2 separate regions of the Mus musculus genome follow, and region 1 is linked to region 2. A link is a contact called in public HiChIP or PLAC-seq data. All regions are on one chromosome and are shown on one strand. Each heading gives the region's core, a stretch centred on a gene start, on an enhancer-like site or on the middle of the called end of the contact. The rest is flanking DNA. Distances are from core to core; before and after follow the strand shown. Region 1 overlaps Mbnl1 (muscleblind like splicing factor 1). Region 2 holds the start of P2ry14 (purinergic receptor P2Y, G-protein coupled, 14).

Region 1 (3,318 bases), core at 363-2,862, 1.5 Mb before region 2:
CTTCTTAAATATGACATAAAAAAGTCCCTGACAGAAGTGTGGACCCTGAGGAATATGTTTGCATCTTCTAGAAGCTTTTCTTACATTACTGTACCAAGCTGGAGCAGCTGTTTTTCATAGGGATACCATAGTGCTGGCAGGACACTGAGATGTCCCGAGCTGCTGCTTTTGTAACAGATCTCTCTTCTTCTCAAGTGAGTTCCTTGCCCAGACATTAGAGCTCACCCAATTATGGCTCTTACGTAATTTGCCAGGGCATACTAAAATAGAAAGTGGTTAAGAAAAGTTAAATCAGACGTTTATTACTCAAAAACTAATGACTAACATTAGGTGTTCTGCCCTTTTGTGGTTGCAAAGATACAAATTCTAGGACAGTTGTTTATTCATGGGCAGAGGTAGGAGAAGTATGCTGAATTTCAGAAGATTTCCATTCATCCCCACCCCTCTTTAGAGTTTTCAAACAGCACTTGAAATAAAGTGTAAATATGTACAAGGGCTCATATGGTTAAACTTTCTATCCCTTTAATATTACTCTAATTTTTCAATTGCATTCTAAATTTTTTATCTTAGAAAGATGCGTGAAATTTTATTTCATAAAATAAGTCACATAGCCCCCAACTCTTTCTCTCCAGACCCCCTTTTTCTCTCTTTCTCTCCTAAAGCAGAGCATTGTTTAAGGCTCACCTTAAGGTCCTTAGCCTAGAGTTACTGTTTCTAATGTCTCGAGTAAAGTGAAGAACAGTCATTTTGCTATTACTGCCATGTATAAATTTTAACTCTTTCCATTATCATATAAAGAGTCATCCTAATCCAAAATGTCTTTAAGACCTGCAGCTGTTTCCTTTGTGTGAAAAGGAGACACAAAGACAATCTTGGGGTTCAAGAGGTCTAAAATGTTTTATGGGTGCTGCCTTAGCTGGTTTATAGCACGTGGTCATCTTAAAGAAGATGGTGGTGCAGTCACATGGTGGCTACTATTTAGAAACATCTATTTTACTTAACAAGAGTTGAATATATATACATACATATTCATATATTCAATATGCATACATATATATACACACACATATACATACATATGTATGTGTGTGTGTGTTTTCCCTAAACATGTTGAATCCGAGCTACACATATAGTATCACAGAGAAAATTAAGATTACCTAGGTATAGTCTTGTTTTTTGTTTTTTGTTTTTTTTTTTAACGTATTAGCTTTTGGTTGCAAATTTTAAGCTAACTTTTGTTCCAAATTTTACAGAGTTTATATAATAGTTTTAAAATAATTTTTGAGAGCAAAGAGCAAAAAGCATAGAGATAAAAGATTTTCTAGAGTGGAAAGTAGAAAAAGCTTAGAGATAAGAGACTTTTGTCGAATATTTGCTTGTATGATGGCAAATGTTTTACAATATGTGGGAATTTGCAAATTGATTTGGCGCTACTGCACTAAACTAAGGTCACCTTTTTCAGCCAGACATCATGGCTTCATACAGTCTCTGGCTCCAAAGAGGAAAAGAGAAAAAGGAAAAATCAGGAACTCCACCAGAGGGAGGGTTCTAATTAGGAGGAAGCTGACAGACAGGAGGGACAGGGCTGCAAACAGGAACTCCACCCCAGAGGATGTCTGTATCACAGAGGTCAGGGAAGGTAAAGGAAGAAACAACGGGTTCTAGCAAGCTATGGAGAGAGACCACGCAGGCAGCTTCTAGCAGAGAGGAGGAAGCTCGGAGGGAGCCGAGAACATGCAGTGAAGGAGAAAGGCGTGAGGGAGAGGATAAGTGTTCTGTGCAACAAGAGCTTCAATCTGGGGCATGCTCAAATGCACTGAGAGATTTGTCAGAGAGAGAGATATCTCCAGTCACAGAGGAGAGGCATCCATTTTCTATATGACAGGGGCCCAGGAGGCTGAGAAGAATGGTTTTATAGTAATAGTAAGCTCCAGCAAGTCAACAGAGACAAAGCAGATAGTGCTGCAGTTAAATTTACTCAATAGAAGAGGACTGAGGAGGTGGAGGGAGAGAGAGCCTTTATTTGTGAAGGGCACCCAGGAGGGGGAAGCAGGCTCCAGGAGCCAGAGAGCTGCCCCGAATACCACAGCAGAAGTACAGAAGGTGAAAGGAAGAAGCAAGGAAGAGGAAGACTCTAGAATTAAATAAATAAAAACAAAACAGATACATGCGTATCTTAGGAGAGTCAAGTCTGCAGCTTCGTTTGCTTAGGAAAGGCAAGACCCCTTGAAAGGGAGGGATCCATTTGTGCTCCCACCCAGAGCTTTCAGGACCAGATGTATAAACTGAGGGTTTAGGCACTAGATTTATAAACTAAAGACTTGACTACTCCGAAGTGTTGTTGATGGAAAGACTTTAATTGTAGATACGAAGAAGGACACAGCCAAAGGCATCTGAAAGAGTCCAGACCACAAGAGGAACAGAGAGGGAGAGAGGGAAGCTGAAAGAGGGAAGCCCAGGAGTTGGAGTTTAAAGCAGGAGGTAGGATCAGAAGCGCTGAAAAGAGCCATGAATAGTTGTGCTGCTATACTGAAAGAGCCTAAAGGCCAGCACTGGTTTTGGTTGGTCAACAGTCAACACCCATTGGCCATTTGTCCCTTGACATTGACAGGAAATGGCTCCTTTGGTAGAGAGAATGAGCGCCATATTTTGGGAGAATGGAGCTTCCTAAAACCTGATACTATAAAGAGAAATGACTTTGCTACCCCTGCCACGTATAAATTTCAATTCTCTCCATTACGAACAGATACACTTTTAAAAAACAAAATTATGGGACTCAATGATTCTGTGTTTGTATCCATGCTCAGTAAAAGAAGCTAAAGTTTGTGATTCATTGAGATGACAGTAGAGACTGGCAATACTTTATTACCAATTTTCTAAATTTTCCTTGCCTACCAAAATAGAATTGGAATGAATTCCTCAGAATTTTCAAAATGTGCTCTACTATGAGCCTATGAGGTGGGGGTGGGAAGGGACAGACATTCAGCTCGCCTCGTGCAACTGTGTGCTATTTCTCATTGCTTCCAATTACGATGCCAACACCTCATTGGTCAATTTGCTTTTCTGGCTCTCACATATACTCTGTAACGCCCTGAAGTGTGTAAGGGTGTTTTCTTGGAGACTGTCATGGTGCTCATGCCTGGCCCATGCTTAACAGTATGCTATAAAAGCAAAACAATATCGACAAGAGCTAAAGGCAGCGAATAAGTGAGTCCTTCAAGGTGGTCAGCTCTCCTAGACTTCTGGAGCTAGATGAAAAGTTATGATCCCTTGATGATAGTCTAAGGTCCAAAGAAGCAAGTGTTCTAATGCAAATGA
Region 2 (3,191 bases), core at 127-2,626:
ATGCTAGAAGAACAGTTTGATAGTTGCTTAGGAGATACGAGACAGTTTGAGGAACTTTTACTTTTGATTCGGTAAGACAGAGTTGGGCGGGAGGGGAAAATGGTGAGACCAAAAAAAAAAGAGAGAGAAATCTAAGAAAGACCAGAGAAAATGCTCCAGGTCCAGTGCTGGGTGGAAGCATTCAAAGTTGGCTTAAGCACATGGAGGAACCTCGGCATAATGGTACAGAGAGATGGTGTGGTATTGTGTTAATCCAGAGTACAACTGGAGAGCAAAAAAAAAAAAAAAAAAAAAAATCCATGGGAACAATTTGTTAAATACTCAGAAACAGGTCAGTTAGCAAACCAACATGGAAATAGTGCTATCCAAAATCAGACCGGAGTTGTGCTGATAAACTGGAGAAAGGTCGGAAGTCCCTACGCACCACTAAAGGATGGTGCAGACTGGGCACAATTAGCATCCCACAAGGACAGGGCATGTGTGTCCCAAAGAGGGGGCTGGCATCTTTTGAACCACTCTCTGCTCATCTGTTGCTGCATTGCCAGTACAGGGCAAGGCTCCTGTGGACACCCACACAGGTGTGCTTTACTCTCAGATAAATGTTCAGTTTTCCAGAAAAAATAAAGCAAAGGGGAGTGGGGGAACCTTAGCTAGTTAAAACCATGTGAATCAAAACTTTAAAATGAATCCAAACAGAGAACACTGTAGCTATTATTACTACAGCTTCACACAAAAGGTCATGGCTAGACATGGGAACAATCCATCCTCCTGCCGGCTGGGTTCCTCTCCCTCTTCACACACCCCTTCATGCTGTTTACCCTTGATCAGGCCTTGACAATCTGTAACCCTTAGCAAATCTACATCAGCTCCAACTTATATAAGCACAAACTAGAGCCGGCCTCCAAAAGCTGGTGGAAATCTGTACTGCTGGATGCTCAGGAATTTGGCGAGCCATCAACATTTCAGAGGGTACTTTAAATGTTTTGGTTTGAGCCCTAATGCAGCACTTCCCGCTTGTCAACATGAACAGCCCAAGCTAAAAAGCAAAGTACATTTCCCTCAGTACCAGTCAGATGTTATACTAAGTCGCTGAACCAATCTTACCTACAGGGACTGTGGAGGCCAGAAGAATTGGTAAGTAGGAAAATTCCATCCAGTTCAGGGTAGAGTCAAAGACTACAGGTAATCCCAAAGTAAGATGGCTTTCTGCACTTTGAGTCTCCGAAATTGTTCCTATGTGATGAATGGAACACTGGATTTATAGGTGAGACTGGACTTTCCCTACGTTCAGCAAGGTAATGAAGCATGATTTTCTTCTGTGGGCTCACGGACTAGGAATTGGGAGTTCCTCTTTTAAGCAAGCTCTCAGGCTGATGCAGAATAGCAGTGTGCAGTAGCAGAGATGGGGTTAAAAGGAGTTATCTGATCCTGTGAAGGGGACAAGTGCAGCTGGGTTATGACGCAACCCTCGGAGCAAAGGCAGCTCAATAACTAAAATGCTTAGGAAAGAAAACAAATACAGAGCATGAAGGCCGCCACCCCAGCAGAGCTGAAGCCAGACGTGAAGGAGTTCATGTAAGGGAGTCCCTGCTGTCCTCCAGACACACTGATGCCTGGGCTACGGATGGGGACGGGGACGCAATGGTAAGTCACACTCTAATTTCAAAAGAGAGAAAGAGGAATCAGAGTGGCCTCCTGGTGCTTGTGTCTTAGGGTTTATATTTTCATTTCCTTGATCCTTAAGTTCTGATTTCTTCCTCTAAGGCTTAAAAAAAAATACGTAAAGAGTGGTTTTAGTTTCAATTCACGAGTGGCGAGGATGAAGAAGATACTTACAAAGTTCCATCTATAGTCTACTTTTCTGTAAATTGTAAAGTAACTTAAATGAAGCCTGACTAACATTTTTGTAACCTAAAATATACTTATGGTAAGCTCTAGTTTATTTATTCAACCACCTAAAGATTGATAGGTTAAAAAAAAAAACCTCATTTGATGGAAAATTTGTAAACTTGCAACTGTAGGGAGAGGTTTTGAGACTCAACCACAGCGTGCCCTCATGCTGAAGGAAGTTTAAAAGAAGTAAATTCAGTATTTACTATATCCTGACAACTTTAAAATATTAGCTAATCACAAGAAATTGTTATGGGTTGGGGTATAAAATACCTATGACCACTCTTCCTAAAAATAAAGAAGACCCTTCTCTGCCTTTAGCTCATGTCATGTGCACAAGAGCCAAGAGACACTGTGACAGCATGTCATGATTTTATATGACAGGGAGGATTTCTAGTTAACAGGTCCATGCACTGAGCTCATAGGTTACTGTCCTCCACCTTTAAGACTTGGAACACATGCTGTCAGATCGTCAGGTCACTGGGTGTTCCGAATAGGCAGGGGACACTGGAAAAAAAAATCTCTGTATGTCTCTGTCTTACCAATCTGAAACTGAGTTTAGCAAGTTTCAGAGTCAAGGTGACTTGTCTAATTAAAGGGCAAGACTAGTACTCAGAGAAACCATCCGGCTCCCAATCTATTTCCTTGTCTCTAGCATACAATGACTATGACTAATAAAAAATGTAATTTATGCATGAATAGGAGAGAAATGCAAGACTGTGCAGAACTGGCTAGCCCTTTAGCTGGATGTTTACATAATAAGGGCAGTAATCGAGTTATAGAAAATAGTTAATATTATTGGAGTCCCAAAAAGGGGGGGGGGGGCGAAGCAAGCTTGCAGATAGACAGCTAAATCTTGATATGCTGAGATCCTGAATAACATTATTTGTTTGGGTTTTTAACTTTTTAACCCGCTTCACCTCTGTCCTAGTACCTATTTAAGCAAATAGATATCAACAATTAAAAAAAAAAAAAACCCCTAAGGCTTATATATCTTGCCCATAGCAGCTGTTCAATAAAAATTTACTTCTTTTCCCATCCTCTGCACTAGTAACTCAGTAAATGAGAGGCAGTACTGCCAGAGCGAAATCAGCACAAAATTACTCAACCTGTAATCCAAAACTGAGAAAGTTACAGTCATATGTGAGACTCAGGAGAAAGGACACCTTATGTAGCAACTTACAAATCATGTTAACTCCTCCAGAAAACTGAATATTGTATCAAAGAACAGGGAGCCCATAACTACCTACTAGATCCACCAAGTGCAGCCCGCCCTGCGTGGCCTGCACTCTCCAGAATCC

What was found. HiChIP or PLAC-seq counts read pairs in DNA pulled down with a chosen protein or histone mark.
Region 1: a contact with region 2 is called in an H3K27ac HiChIP or PLAC-seq map of microglia, with 5 times the contacts expected there. The contact joins the enhancer-like site here to the promoter of P2ry14 in region 2. A contact is called at or near these places in 3 of 39 promoter capture datasets (cranial neural crest, frontonasal cranial neural crest and pre-B cells), 2 of 115 datasets of contacts at active chromatin or transcription factors (large pre-B cells and microglia) and 1 of 9 other capture datasets (macrophages).

The regions. Positions count from the first base shown.
Region 1 is chr3:60,579,240-60,582,557 of GRCm38.p6, reverse strand. All of the region lies in intron 2 of Mbnl1 (muscleblind like splicing factor 1), which reads right to left. Among named protein-coding and RNA genes, the nearest start is that of Mbnl1, 80 kb to the right of the region's middle. Within about 2 kb of position 1,612, at least 52 of the 459 cell types and tissues checked have an H3K27ac peak or open chromatin away from gene starts, as enhancers often do. A contact at or near this core is called in macrophages and microglia, where this site is marked.
Region 2 is chr3:59,128,947-59,132,137 of GRCm38.p6, reverse strand. It overlaps P2ry14 (purinergic receptor P2Y, G-protein coupled, 14), which reads left to right and starts at 1,376. Exons shown (of 2, transcript NM_001287124.1): 1 at 1,376-1,644. The coding sequence starts at 1,642. All of the region lies in intron 15 of Med12l (mediator complex subunit 12-like), which reads right to left.